2 separate regions of the Ovis aries genome follow, and region 1 is linked to region 2. The links are chromatin contacts, called in public Hi-C maps. All regions are on one chromosome and are shown on one strand. Each heading gives the region's core, a stretch centred on a gene start, on an enhancer-like site or on the middle of the called end of the contact. The rest is flanking DNA. Distances are from core to core; before and after follow the strand shown. Region 1 holds the start of PARP4 (poly(ADP-ribose) polymerase family member 4). Region 2 holds the start of LOC101119317 (zinc finger MYM-type protein 5).

Evidence for each region. A called contact is a pair of places that touch in the nucleus more often than the background predicts.
Region 1: a contact with region 2 is called in a Hi-C map of tail adipose tissue, with 3 times the contacts expected there. The contact joins the promoter of PARP4 here to the promoter of LOC101119317 in region 2. A contact is called at or near these places in 3 of 16 Hi-C or Micro-C datasets (blood, skin fibroblasts and tail adipose tissue).

Annotation. Positions count from the first base shown.
Region 1 is chr10:36,706,456-36,714,219 of ARS-UI_Ramb_v3.0, reverse strand. It overlaps PARP4 (poly(ADP-ribose) polymerase family member 4), which reads left to right and starts at 4,293. Exons shown (of 33, transcript XM_042254928.2): 1 at 4,293-4,400. LOC132657301 (a long non-coding RNA gene) reads right to left here and starts at 4,222. Exons shown (of 2, transcript XR_009595270.1): 1 at 4,137-4,222; 2 at 1-608. TRNAG-UCC (transfer RNA glycine (anticodon UCC)) reads left to right here and starts at 7,515; the gene lies at 7,515-7,586.
Region 2 is chr10:36,468,633-36,475,568 of ARS-UI_Ramb_v3.0, reverse strand. It overlaps LOC101119317 (zinc finger MYM-type protein 5), which reads right to left and starts at 1,771. Exons shown (of 10, transcript XM_060394495.1): 1 at 1,718-1,771; 2 at 748-817; 3 at 588-652.

The DNA.
Region 1 (7,764 bases), core at 3,044-5,543, 240 kb before region 2:
TTGAGCATTCAGGGATTCTGGTATCCATGGGAGTCTTGGAACCAGTCCCTCATGCAAACCGGGACACAACTGTGTCTGCTTCATAAAATTATCAACAATGTTACATCAAAAGAATATGTCTAGGGAGTTCCCTAGTGGTCCAATGGTAGGTTAAGAATTCGCCTACTAATGTAGGGGATGTGGGCTCAATCCCTGTCAGGAAACTAAGATCTCACATACATAAACCCTTAGGGCCTTAACTAGAGAGAAGCCTGTGTGCCAAGGAAGAGCCCTGCATGCCACAGCTATGACTTGACACAGCTGTACATAAGTAGTAAAAAATACATATATTTTTATACATGTAAAAGTATGACACTTACCATGTGGTAAAAATTTAGGAAATTTTTTCACTTTTTAAAAACCACCAGACCGAAGTATGACTGGCATACAAAAAGCTATATATAATACATATAACTTGATGAGTCTAGAGAAGTCCTCACCCAAGAAGCCATCATCACATCTATACCATAAACAAATCCATCAAGGCACTTTCAATTTTATGACTTCCAACTGTTGACGAACTCAGTTTGTCTGCCAAAGTCCAGCTCGATAGGTCATGTCAGATGGTTCTGCAAGATATAAAAATAATATGTAATTCTCAAGTCATTTGGTAAGAATACTATTTTAAGAATACTATTTTAATTGGGCATGAAAAATCTTTGGAGAGTTGAGGAATTTTCTTTGCTAGCTATGATAGGAGTGACCGCTCTGTCCAGAAAGGACAGAATTTCAGGTCTGGCTGTGGGAGGCTTCCCATGCTGATGCTGTCCAGGCTAGAACAGGTGACCCCAGCAAGGGATAGAGGGGCCTGAGAGATGCGAGTACCCAGCCTCTAAGCAAAGGCAAGAAAAGCCACAGCCCACTTTATCCATGGGAAGTAGAGTTCTTCTCTAAGGTCCTAAGGCTCAGATTTCCAGAATGTTACCTCAGTAAGAAAATTTCTAACTACGTTGGATGCAGAAAGACATCTTTAAAAAAAAAAAAATCTTGTCATTTTAATATGGATAGAACTAGTGCTGGTGGGTTGGGCTTGCAGCAAAAGGTCATGGAAACCTGTGAGTCTAAACAATGAAGGGATTATCACATGCACTATATTCTAGAATGTCCGAGCAATAATGTGGAGTAGATAATAAAGAGAATTCTAGCCTGAATCTGCTGGGATCACAGCAGAGCAATACAATGATAGTTAATTAAGACTTTACTGTAATTATCGTCTGATGGTTCTTGACACATTCTATGGGTTTTTATGCTTCAGATCAACTTGCAGCATTCTATGCGTTTTAAATGTTTTATTACACATTTTTAAAGCAGCACATTTACCCTTCAGAAATAAGATTACTGATTCCAGGGAGGGGAGATCAAGATGGCAGAGTAGGAGGACACAAAGTTTGCCTACACTTACAAACATATCAAAAATACATCTACATGTGGAGCAATCCTCACTGAAGACAAATTGGAGACAGACAGCCTTGTAAAACCAAGCCTGTAAGAAAGATCCACACAGAATCAAGTAGGAAGGGAAGAGAAGTAATTGGCTCAGGACCTGCACCCTGGAAGGGGACACAGAAGAGGAGAGAGATGACACAGGCTTTCCTGGGGAGGGGTCAGTTTTAGCCACTATTGGGCATCCTAGTCCTGGTGTCTGACACTGGGAAGACATACCCCTTAGGTGGTGTGAAAACCAGTGGAACTAATAGGAAGGCTGTAAGAACCCTAGACTCCACTTGTGAGGGACATACACAAGCCTGCTTACTCCAGAAACAAGGGGAAGCAGACCGACGCTGCCTGGGTTCTGGCTGGTTTCCTGGGACCGCCCCAGCACACAGCCCAGCACACCCCCACAGCTCCATGTTAGGTAAAGGTGCAGCACCTGAGGCGACTGCAAGACTGTGAGGCATAGAACAGGCTGAGACCCCTAAACTGGGTAGGGGAGGCATCGGTGCACTTGCTGAGGAGCGCATCAGAGGCAGCGCAGCTCTGACTGGTGCTGCAGCCCATGCCAGCCACCTGCTCTAATCCCCCCTGCTCCAGCCCTGCGCTCTTGAGAGCAAAAGAAGGGTCGGTCCTGTGCAGGATCCTTGCAAGGGTGTGCAGACCACCCAAGTTAAGCCTCCTCGGATCAGTTCCTACCCTCACCCTATTTAAAGAACCAGGTCGCCCCAGCTCCTGGAGCAGGGACACCTGATGTTTGTTTTCATGTCCTCTTACTGTAGCACAAGTCTGACCTCATCAATTTCTATCGATAAGGAGTCCAAGGGGATTTCCGTAGTCATACAGTGGGTAGAAATCCACTTGCCAATGCAGGGGACACCGGTTCCCTCCCTGGTCTAGGAAGATCCCACATGCCTTGTAGCAACTAAGCTACAACCAGAGAAACCACCACAATGAGGAGCCTGTGCACCACAACAAAGAGTAGCCCCCCTCACTGCAACTACAGAAAAACCCACGCAGTAGCGAAGACCCAGTGCAGCCAAAGATACAAATAATAAAAACAAACATTTTAAAGAGAGTCCAAGGACCCCGGACTATAACATTTATACATCTACTTTTTTGTTGTAAACCTTTGACTATCTTCTAGGATCTGGTAAGGTAGTTTCTGACAGGTTTTGTCAAGTTTTAAAAGATGTTTCAAAAATAAATTTAAGAAACTGTTTTGGGACTTCTCTGGTAGTCCAGTGATTAAGACTCCGAGGTTCCACTACAAGGGTATAAGTGTTTGATCCCTGGTCAGGGAACTAAGCCCCCAAATGTTGCCCTACACAGTCCCCCCAAATTGTTTTGGGATAGGGATGGACCTTGTACCATTTTTGCTGATGTCAGCTAAATTGATTCTCACACAATCTTGTAAGGTAGGGGCCCCCAACCTCTGGGATCTAATGCCTGATGATCTGAGGTGGAGATGATGTAATGATAATAGAAATAAAGTGAACAATAAATGTAATTCACTTGAATCATCCCACCCCTTCTGCAGAAAAACTATCTCCCATGAAACTGGTCCCTGGTGCCAAAAATGTTGGGGATCACTGCTGTAAGGTAGCTTGTCCATAATCCCCTGGGAATTAAGTAGTAAAGTCAGGATTCAAATCCATATTCTTGCTACATCTTTTTTATTGCCATTTTATTTACTATTTTCAGAATTTTATTATTTCCCATTAGGTCTGTCTAGTCAAAGCTATGGTTTTTCCAGTAGTCACTATGGATGTGAGAGTTGGACTATAAAGAAAGCTGAGTGCCGAAGAATTGATGCTTTTGAACTGCGGTGTTGGAGAAGACTCTTGAGAATCCCCTGGACTGCAAAGAGATCCAACCAGTCCATCCTGAAGGAAATCAGTTCTGAATATTCACTGGAAGAACTGATACTGAAAATGAAACTTCAATACTTTGGCCACCTGATGTGGAGATCTGACTCATTGGAAAAGACCCTGATTCTGGGGAAAGATTGAAGGCAGGAGACGTGGACGACAGAGGATAGGATGGTTGGATGGTATCACCGACGCCAAGGACATGAGTTTGGGTAAACTCCGAGAGTTGGTGATGGACAGGGAAGCCTGGCGTGCTACAGTCCATGGGGTCGCAGAGTCGGACAAAACTGAGTGACTGAACTTATCGCCCCTCTACTCAGTGAGTGGCCAGCCCCTCCTTTCTGGAATGGCAGATTGTTGTTGTCCTTGTTTAGTCCTTAAGTCCTGTCTGACTCTGTGCGACACCCCCGTCCCACCCCCCCCCCTTCCCCTTGGATTGCAGCCCTTCAGGCTCCTCTGTCCATGGGATTCTCCAGGCAAGAATAATCGGAGTGGGTTGCCATGCCCTCCTCCTCCAGGGGTTCTTCCCGACCCAGGGATCGAACCCCTGTCTCCACAATTGGTAGTCCGATTCTTTACCGGCTGAGCTACCAAGGAAAACACATATTTCTAATTACTCAGTAACACTACCAAGAACTACAAACTCTCAGAATCCTGCACTAAAATTAGCCTCATGTTTCCCCAATCTCAAATCCTCTCGAAATTGTTCTTTTCCCGCTCCGGAAAACTGCCCTTCTTCCTCAAGCAGTACCACCACCGCTTTCCCCAAACTACGAAGTTTGGAGTTCTCCTCACAGCCCAAATGCCGCCTGAAACATGAATCCGAGTCCTGACGCTGGAAGACCGCACGCAGTCCTGTCGCCGTCCGCGGCGCTATCCACGTCCGCCGTGCGCGCTGCGGCCAGTCCAGGGCGGCGCCGGAACCCCAGAACCCGCGGCGGGGGCGCGCCCGGAACCAGGAAGGGCCTGGACCCGGGAGTCCCAAGTCCTGAAGGCCTGGGAGTCAGAAGCCGAGAACTCAGGGGCGCCAGCGCCCGAGTGGGCCGGAGCCTCAGGCAGGTGCGTGGGCGCCGCTGCGGGCAGTCAGCTGAAGGTCCGGGGGTGAGGCCGGCAGGGGACCGCGCCGACCGTCCGGGGAGGGCCGGTCCCCTCACCGCGGCGGCCGCCGCCGCCGGCCAAGAAACACCCCCGCTGCCGGGTGCCTCGGCGTGTCCCCAGCTCGCAAAAGTGAGCCGATGGAGATAGAACTTAGTTTTTCCTTGGGTGGGGTTTTTTTTTTTTTTTTTTGGATAGTTTTTTCTTGTTTCCAATGTGCTAAACAGGCTTTCTCCTGAAAGTTAGGTTCCAGAGAAAGAAACTTGCCTAATACTGCATTTTGGTGACTAATCAGGGAATGTAGCCCGACCTGGCGAGTGACAGGGAGCCCCGGACGGAAACACGGAAGGTACCTGTGAATCCAAAGTGGAAAGCCCGGAAATGAGTAGCTGAAGGCTCGGGAAAGCGCACGGACGTGGGTGCAAAGTCTCAGCTCCTTAGAACAGGCGGCTGCGTGTCCTTTGCCATTGCAGGGGTTTTAACAGTCCCTTTAGAGATGGGCGGAATTAATGACATTTGAGCCCAGAAATGCAGGTAGTGTCAGAAGGGTTTTGGGTTTGGTTTTGTTTTTTTTTAATACTCCTAAGCTTAAATTCCGGCTTCCCTGGTGGCTCAGATTGGAAAGAATCCGCCTGCAATGCAGGAGACCCAGGTTCAATCCCTGGGTCAGGAAGATTCCTCTGGAGGAGAGCATGGCAACCCACTCCAATATTCCTGCCTGGAGAATCCCCATGGACAGAGGAGCCTGGCGGGCTACATGAGGCCACAAAAAGTATGACAGGACTGAGCAACTAAGCACAGCACACAGCAGGCTTTCATTCAGGCTTGGAAGAGTTTATAGTTAGCAATTGTTTGCTGAATGCCTGCTGCTGCTAAGTCGCTTCAGTCGTGTCCTACTCTGTGAGACCCCATAGACGGCAGCCCACCAGGCTCCCCCGTCCCTGGGATTCTCCAGGCAAGAACACTGGAGTGGGTTGCCATTTCCTTCTCCAATGCATGAAAGTGAAAAGTGAAAGTGAAGTCGTTTAGTCGTGTCCGACTCTTAGCAACCCCATGGACTGCAGCCTACCAGGCTCTTCCATCCATGGGATTTTCTAGGCAAGAATACCGGAGTGGGTTGCCATTGCCTTCTCCTGTTGAATGCCTACTGTGTGCCAAAAGATGTCTAGATTCCAAGGATATAAAGATGACCAAGGACCAGCTGTTCACATAGGCTTGCCATCCTGGAGACACTGATAGAGTGCAGGCCTTCCCATGATTACAGAGAGATGTGTGATTAAAGCCACTGCTGTGGGCTCTTGAAGTGAAGGGAAAGTATTAGTCCCTCAGTCCTGTCCAACTCTGTGATACCATGGGCTGTAGCCTGCCATGCTCCTCTGTCCATGAAATTCTCCAGGCAAGAATACTGGAGACTCTTACTGTTCCCTTCTTCAGGGGATTTTCCCTACCCAGGGTTTGAACCCAGGTCTCCTGCATTGCAGGCAGGTTGTTTACTATCAGAGCCATCAGGGAAGCCAGGGGAGGAAATGCCAGCTGTAAAGATGCCAGATTGGGTGGCAGTGAGCCTCTTGCTCCCAGATGCATCCATAGTTTCTAGATAGAGACAGGATTTGTGAGGGGAGTGCTAGAGTTTCTTCAGACCTGAAGCTGAACTGGGCCTGATGGGTAGAAGACACCCAGAGCTCACATACAACAGAGCAGTCTCCAATGAAGATGTGAGATTGAGTTCATGTAGAGAAAGTTTGAGAAGAAGATCTTGACAGGTGGTGTATGTCTGTCAGGAAACTGCTCACAGGAGAAGAGGCAGGTGTTTGAGGGAGACTCCAGACAGAACCTGCAGGAAGACAGGAGTCAAGGCCAGACTTAAGTTTCACAAAACTTAGTGTTAGTCTCTCTCCTGCCCATGCAGCCTCTGCTGTACCAGAGGAAGCTCACTGCCACCCAATCTGGCATCTTTACAGCTGGCATTTCCTCCCCTGGCTTCCCTGTTGGCTCTGACAGTAAACAATCTGCCTGCAATGCAGGAAACCCGAGTTCAAACCCTGGGTAAGGAAGATCCCCTGAAGAAGGAAATGGCAACAGTCTCTAGTATTCTTGCCTGGAGAATTCCATGGACAGAGATTTATTAATATGTTTAAAATCTGTATATTCTGGTTTCACAGTGTGAATGTACTTAATGCTACTGAGCTGTATGCTTAAAAATGATTATTGTTCAGTCATTCAGTCGGACACGACTCTTTGCAGCCCCATGAACTGCTTCCCTGTCCTCCGTCTCCCAGAGTTTGCTCAAACTCGCATTCATTGAGTCGGTGATGGCATCCAACAATCTCATCCTCTGTTGTTCCTTTCTCCTCCTGTCTTCAGTCTTCCCCAGCATTAAGGGTCTTTTCCAATGAATCTGCTCTTTGTATCAGGTGGCCAAAGTGTTGGAGCGTCAGCTTCAGCACCAGTCCTTCCAATGAATATGCAGGGTTGATTTCCTTTAAAAATGATTAAAATGGTAAATTTTAGGTTAGGTATACTTTGTGCTAGTTATGTCCAACTCTTTTGCAACCCCATGGACTGTAGCCCGCCAGGCTCCTCTGTCTGTGGAATTTTCCAGGCAAGAATACTGGAGTGGATTGCCATTTCCTTCTCCAGGGGATCTTCCTGACCCAGGAATCAAACCTGTGTCTCCTGCATTGCAGGTGGATTCTTTACTGCTGAGCCACCAGGAAAGCCCATGTATACTTAACCACACAGGAAAAAAAAATGTATAATGAACAATTTTAGATAACCAAATACCTGATGACAGAGTAGGAGTTAAATAACAGAAAGCTTATGCACCACTACAAATTCTTTCAAAGAACATTTAGTGCCATAGGAAAATTCTCATGAAAAGTTAGAGAAACTGTCCATAAACTTAAAAAAACAATATGAATAAATAACATTTTATAAGAATACTGTACAAAATAGTAATGATATGGGGAAAATAATACCAAAAAGAAATATCGCAGTATCAACAGTTGCGGTTGTTTCTGGATGGAGGGATCACAGGTGCTTTTTCTTTAATACATGTGTGCTATATACACGTGTGCAGAGTTGGTGGTATAGTGGTGAGTGTGGCTGCCTTCCAAGCAGTTAACCCAGGTTCGATTCCTGGCCAACACAGTGTTCTCAGTGTTGGAGACTGAGAGCAAGGTGGATGAACCTGAATAGCGTAGTCTCATATCTTTCACAGTATCTATCAGCATTCTTGTTTGTACATAGTGCTAATTATGAATCCATCTGCATGTGAAAGACAGTCAACACCTGTGAAGTTATGGAGTTAGTAAACATTAATGCCGCT
Region 2 (6,936 bases), core at 522-3,021:
ATCTAAGACTGTACAGAATCCCAGATAATAAATGTAAAATCAGAGATTTTTTTAAAAAAATCATTTTGAGACACTTTACAAAATTACTGATTCAGGAAAGGATTGGTGTTAAAGCCATTAACGCAACAGCTGACAGGGAACTGGGCATTTTATTGTACCAAAATGAAGAGCACTTAGCTTACTTTTTAGTAACAAGAAAAAAAAAACACATCAACTTCATAATGGAGACTGTCACTACCAATTTAGTAATTCAGTGGTCAATCTTAGAATCGCGACTAGGGTAAGAACTAGATTCTCTCTTCAAAAAAAAAAAAAAGTTTCCTGATGTGATGCTTGCCTGAGTTTTATCAGGATACAGAAAACACAAATCTTCCTCAAATATAAGACAAACACACACACAAAGTATTGTGTCCATCAATCTTAGAATAACGATAAGATTCAATCAGTCTAGCTAATTCAACAGTACGGAAAAAAATTATTTCTAACCATTAGAATGCAAAAAAAAATGTTAAAAAGAAAGCATTAAAAATGGAACATCTTAGAACTCTAGGAGAATACCAGTGGTGTAAACATCAGCACGCACTCACCATGCTTTCCCAGGGACTTCCCTGGCTTGGCTCAGGGGACAAGGTCCACTCCAGAAACTAGCTCTCTGCCTTCAAGGTAAGAGAAAGGTAAGTTCCACAGAAGCACACTCTAGTACTGCGCTAGCTGTATTCCACAAACACGCGGGGTAAACTTACTCACCGTGCACGCTTTCCTCCTTAATTACTATCACCGAACTATCACCAGACTTTTCTGTAGGTGATTCCTGGCCCTAGAACGAAGGATGAAAACGGACTTCGTTATAGCCAAGGTGGACGCAGCACCAACTCACCAGAGAGGAAGCAAAGGGACAAGTCAAGAAGCCTCAGCGCTCCTCCACACAGACACCGCCCACCCCACGGCGGCCGAGGCGCCAGGTACACAAACACCAAGGCCCCGCCACCACCACTCGCCCGCACAGTCCCTGCGAGCCAAAGGCGGGAGGCGGAGGGCGAGCGCGGCCTCGAGACACCTATCCCCGATTCGGCCCGCTCGCCGCCGCCGTCCCTCAGGAACTCACTCGCCCGCAGCTCGCGTCGCCGCGGGGCGGAAACCCCCGTGTTGGCCCGGAGCCCGAGACCTGCCCGCTCCGCGTCCGCCATTAGAAACTCGCCCATATAAGCCGTGAGAAGACACCGCGCCGGGGTCTGGGCGGCCGAGGAGGGGACCTGGTGCGGGGGGGCCGTGTCCTCACTCTCAAACTTGCGGACCCCGGGTCGCTGCCGGGAGACTGCGAGTGCGGCCACGAGCGCCCAAGCAGGCGCCCCCTCCCCCACCCCGCGACCCCCGAAGCCCGCCGGCGGCCGCCTCACTCGGCCCTCGCGGCCGCGCCCGCACTCAAGCCTGCCAATGCGCCTGGGACATCAGCGGAGGCGCCGGCAGCCTGAGGCCCCGAAGCGGCAGCGGCGACGGCGGCCGCGCCGCGGGGCGCTTCTCCCGGGTCGGTGGGAGGCTTCGGAGGCCGACCTCACCCATCTCCGCCTCCCGGCGCCTCCGCCTCCAGAGGCTGCGCCGCTCCCGGCCACCCCCACTGTCGGCGGCCCTGAGCTGGAGACACGGCGGGGACAAGCCTCACCCGGTTTTGGCTGCGGCTCCGCGGAACGAACCTCTCCGCCCCCGGCCCATCACCCACCTCTTCGGCAACAAGCGCAACTCCACTCGGTCGAGTCCCAGCTTTAGCGCTAGTGAGGAGGCGGAGGCGGCGGCCGCGGCGGCGCGGCCCGACCCGGCAGGTCCCTCCCCCTGCGCCCTCACTGGCGGCCGGGGAGGGCGGGCTGGGCGCCAAGGGCACGCCCATTGGCTGTGTCCGCCTTCCTTCAGGACCCCCCCTTGAGGGGGTGGTCCGATGCCCCGTCCGTCAGCCGTAAGCCACACCCCCGCGCCTCCATTGCACTCCCCGCCTTTTCCGCACGGATCCCAGACCGGCGTGTCGCCGTGTAGACAACAGAGTTTGTTGCTACCTGCAGTGGTCGAGCGCTGTCGGACGCCAGCGGCCCGAAGACCTGAGCCGGGCCACCTGCCCTCGCAGTGGCTGCTAGCGCCACGCCCTTGATATCCTCCTCGCCCTCCCTGTCCAGTGTCTGGGAGCCCCGTGAGGCCTGGGCGGGCAGGGGCTTCAGCGATGGGGGCGGGAGCAGGGGTCTGGAAGGCCGGCGGCGGGACCCCGCGCGCTCCGAGGGCTGGAAGCGCTTGCCTTCCCCTCAGCCCCGTGGGGAGGCGTCCCCCGCTCCCGTCATGGCTGCTGGAGGAGACGACGTCCTCCATCTTGGCGGGGCCGCGGGTGGAACTGGGGACAACTCCGACTGGGCCCAGGAAGCCGGGGCTGGGCCCCGCGGCGGGGACGGCGCCGGCTGCCGGCTCCGCACCTGGGCCTGGCCTCAACTGGAGAAAGCCCTCACACACCAAGACATCCAATGCAACCATATAAATAAAATTTTAAAAAGGAAAATCACCAAGGACATAGTTGAACTCAACACCATCACTCAACTGGATATAATGACATCAAAAGTCTTATTCAATATATGGTAGAATATATATTCTCAAGCTCACAAGGATCATTCACCAGGACAGATCACATTCTAGGTTCTCAAACACACCTTAACAAATTTAAAAGGACAAATTCTACAGTGTCTGATTTTTGACCATGGTAGAATTAACCTAGAATCAAATAACAGCTAGAAAATCTCAATAAATTAAGACTAAACACCACAGTTGAGCAATCTCTGGGGAGTTGGTGATGGACAGAGAAGCCTGGCCTGCTGCGGTCCATGGGGTTGGGTCATAATAAAAAGTCGGACACGACTGAGCGACTGAACTGAAACAACACAGTTTTAAATAACACAAGTCAAAGAAGAAGTCTCAAACTAAAAAATACTTTGAAATAGATGAAAATAAAAATACAATTTATCAAAATTTTTGGGATACAGTAAAAGTAGTTCTTAGAGGGAAATTTACAGCACTGACTTCATTGGCTAGAAAAGAAGACCTAACATTAATTAGTCAGCTAAGTTGCCACCTAAGGAAACAAGAAAAAGAAAAGCAAATTAAATACAGAGCAAGCATAAAAAGGGAAATAATAAGAATCAGAGCAGAAATTAAATTGAAAACAAGAAGTCAATAAACAAAAATCAGTGAAATTAAAAGCTGTTTCTTTGAAAATTCAACCAAATTAATAAGCCTCTAAACAGGCAAACGGAGACGGCAATGGCACCCCACTCCAGTACTCTTGCCTGGAAAATCCCATGAACGGAGGAGCCTGGTGGGCTGCAGTCCATGGGGTCCCGAAGAGTCAGACATGACTGAGCAACTTCACTTTGACTTTTCACTTTCATGCACTGGAGAAGGAAATGGCAACCCACTCCAGTGTTCTTGCCTGGAGAATCCCAGGGAAGGGGGAGCCTGGTGGGCTGCCGTCTATGGGGTCGCACAGAGTCGGACATGACAGCAGCAGCAGCAGCAGCAAACAGGCAAACTAAGAAAAAAAGAGGGCACATTGGACTTCCTTCTTGATGAAAGTGAAAGAGGAGAGTGAAAAAGTTAGCTTAAAGCTCAACATTCAGAAAACGAAGATCATGGCATCTGGTCCCATCACTTCATGGGAAATAGATGAGGAAACAGTAGAAACAGTTGCAGACTTTATTTTGTGGGGCTTCAAAATCACTGCAGATGGTGAATGCAGCCATGAAATTAAAAGACGCTTACTGCTTGGAAGAAAAGTTATGACCAACCTAGATAGCATATTCAAAAGCAGAGACATTACTTTGCCGACTAAGGTCTGTCTAGTCAAGGCTATGGCTTTTCCTTTGGTCATGTATGGATGTGAGAGTTGGACTGTGAAGAAGGCTGAGCGCCAAAGAATTGATGCTTTTAAACTGTGGTGTTGGAGAAGGCTCTTGAGAGTCCCTTGGACTGCAAGGAGATCCAACCAGTCCATTCTGAAGGAGACCAGCCCTGGGATTTCTTTGGAAGGAATGATGCTAAAGCTGAAGCTCCAGTACTTTGGCCACCTCATGCGAAGAGTTGACTCATTGGAAAAGACTCTGATGCTGGGAGGGATTGGGGGCAGGAGCAGAAGGGGACGACCGAGGATGAGATGGCTGGGTGGCATCACTGACTCGATGGGCATGAGTCTGAGTGAACTCTAGGAGTTGGTGATGGACAGGGAGGCCTGGCGTGCTGCGATTCATGGGGTCCAAAGAGTGGGACACGACTGAGCGACTGAACTGAACTGAACTGAATGGTCACATGGCTAAGAGGCCAAGCTCCCAATGCAGGGGGCCAGGGTTCCATACCTGGTCAAGAAACTAGATACCACATGTCTCAACTAAGAGTCGGTATGCCACAACTAAAAGATCCCGCATGGGAAATGAAGACCCTGTGGACCACAACAGACATCAAAGGTCTCACATGCTGCAACTAAGACCTGGTGCGGCTGAATGAATAAATGTCCTGAAAAAGAGAGAGAGCACAAGAGCAGACACTAATTATTAATATCAGAAATGAAAAAAGGGGGGAAGGGCTTCCTTGGTGGTCCAGTGGTTAAGAATCTGCATTGTAATGCAAGAGACTCCAGTTCAATCCCTGGTCCTGGGAGCTCCCACATGCTGCAGAACAAATAAGCCCATGTGCCACAATTACTGAGCACCAGCACCTAGAGCTCTTGCTCTGCAACAATAGAAGCCACTGCAGTGAGAAGCCCACACACCTCAACAAGGAGGAGGCCTTGTTCTCTGCAACTAGAGAAAGCCCCGAATACAGCAACAAAAACCCAGGAATGAAGACCTAGCACAAAAATAAATAAATAAATATTTTTTAAAAATAAATGAAAAAGGGAACATTATTGAAGATGCTCGGACATTAAAAGGATAATGAGAGGTAGTATGAACACTATGCCCACAGATTTGGGCATAACTTACTGGAAATAGACCAATTCTATTTCCAGTAGAAAGATATAATCTGCCAAAACTCACACAAGAAGAAATGGACAATTTGAAAACTATGTAATTTTTAAAAAACTTTAAGGTTTTTTTAAAGTACACATGAACCAGCTTTAATGGGTCTCACTAGCTATAATAGACTGAATAACATCCCGCAAAGATACCCAATTACTGCAATCTGTAAATGTTTTTTATATGGCAAAGTTTGCAAATGTGATTAAATTAAGGATCTAGAATTAGGGAGATCATGATGGCACCCCACTCCAGTACTCTTGCCTGGAAAATCCCATGGACAGAGGAGCCTGGTAGGCTGCAGTCCATGGGGTCTCGAAGAGTTGGACACAACTGAGCGACTTCACTTTGACTTTTCACTTTCATGCATTGGAGAAGGAAATGGCAACCCACTCCAGTATTCTTGCCTAGAGAATCCCAGGGATGGGGGAGCCTGGTGGGCTGCCGTCTGTGGAGTCACACAGAGTCAGACACGACTGAAGCGACTTAGCAGCAACTTAGCAGCAGGGAGCATAAGTGTGGGTCCTAAATGCAGCCACATATATCCTTATAAGAGGGATTTTTGTAAGATCTGACACACACAGAACAAAGCAATGTGACCATAGAGGTTCATGTTGGAATGATACGACTTCAATTTAAGGCAAGCAGTAGCCACTGTAAGCTGGAAATGGTAAGGAATGAATTTTTTGCTAGACCCTCCAGAGGGAATGCAGACCCACCAACACCTTGCTTTGGGCCCAGTTAGACTGCTTTTGGACTTCTGTTACCCAAAACTATGAAATTACATATTTTTTCATTTTTAAAAATGCAGTGATTATTCCCCCATTTCTGTGGGTTAGAAACCCAGGTAGGGCTTAGCTGAGTCCTCTGTTTCAGGGTCTCATGAGGCAGCAGCTGAGAACGACTGCATCCTCACATGTAGGCCTGACAGGAAAGACGCCACTTCCAAGGTCAGTAAGGCATTTAAAGAAATAATTTCTCTAAGGCTGTCTGACTAAGGGCCCTAGTTTTTTTGCTGGCTGTCAGCTAGAAGCTGTCTGGAAACCCTGGAGGTTGCCCACAAGCTCTGGGTATGTGGGTTCTCCCCAGATAAGTGCTCTTATCACTGAGCCAGAAAGGAGAATATCTATCTCTTCAGTCTGTAAGAGGGGTCCTTACATGATGCAACTTGATCAAGAGGGTGACATCCAACAACCATGTGCGCCTGGTGAGGATCCAATCACACTAAAATAATTTCCCACTAAAAACCCAGGCTCCTTGGAGAAATGACTGCATCAGGTGGGGGGCAGGACATGTGTCAGATGATCCTGAAACATCGTGACATAACAGAGACCAAGGAAACCCAAAGGATAACTCAAACCACAGTGAAAGGGCTTAGGAGCAAAGCTGAAATGACCAGAGTGACAGATATGACCGTTAATAAATGATAACTACAGAATAATAAAACTATCCTATATGTTTCAGTCCCTGAGTTAATAATGTGCTTATTCTAATAAAATAATCTCTTTGAAGGATAACTGTAAAAACAACTCATTATATTGAAAACTAGCAACTAAAGAGAAGTAGTCAAGATTTATTTTGCCATAGAAACTATATCTCAGAATAAGAAAATTACAAACACAAGGATCCTCTCTAAATAGTCCAACTAATCAAATATTTTAACACCTATAACCTGTAACAGATGTGTTGTGAATGCAGGTCTGGCCTTTGCCCTTAGGTCCTCAGAGGTGGTTTCTTGGTCTAGGGAGCAGGAGAATCTTTGTTTGCCTATAGCTTTGACCACCGGAGAAGGCAATGGCAACCCACTTCAGTACTCTTGCCTGGAAAATCCCATGGATGGAGGAGCCTGGTGGGCTGCCGTCTATGGGGTCGCACAGAGACGAACACGACTGAAGTGACTTAG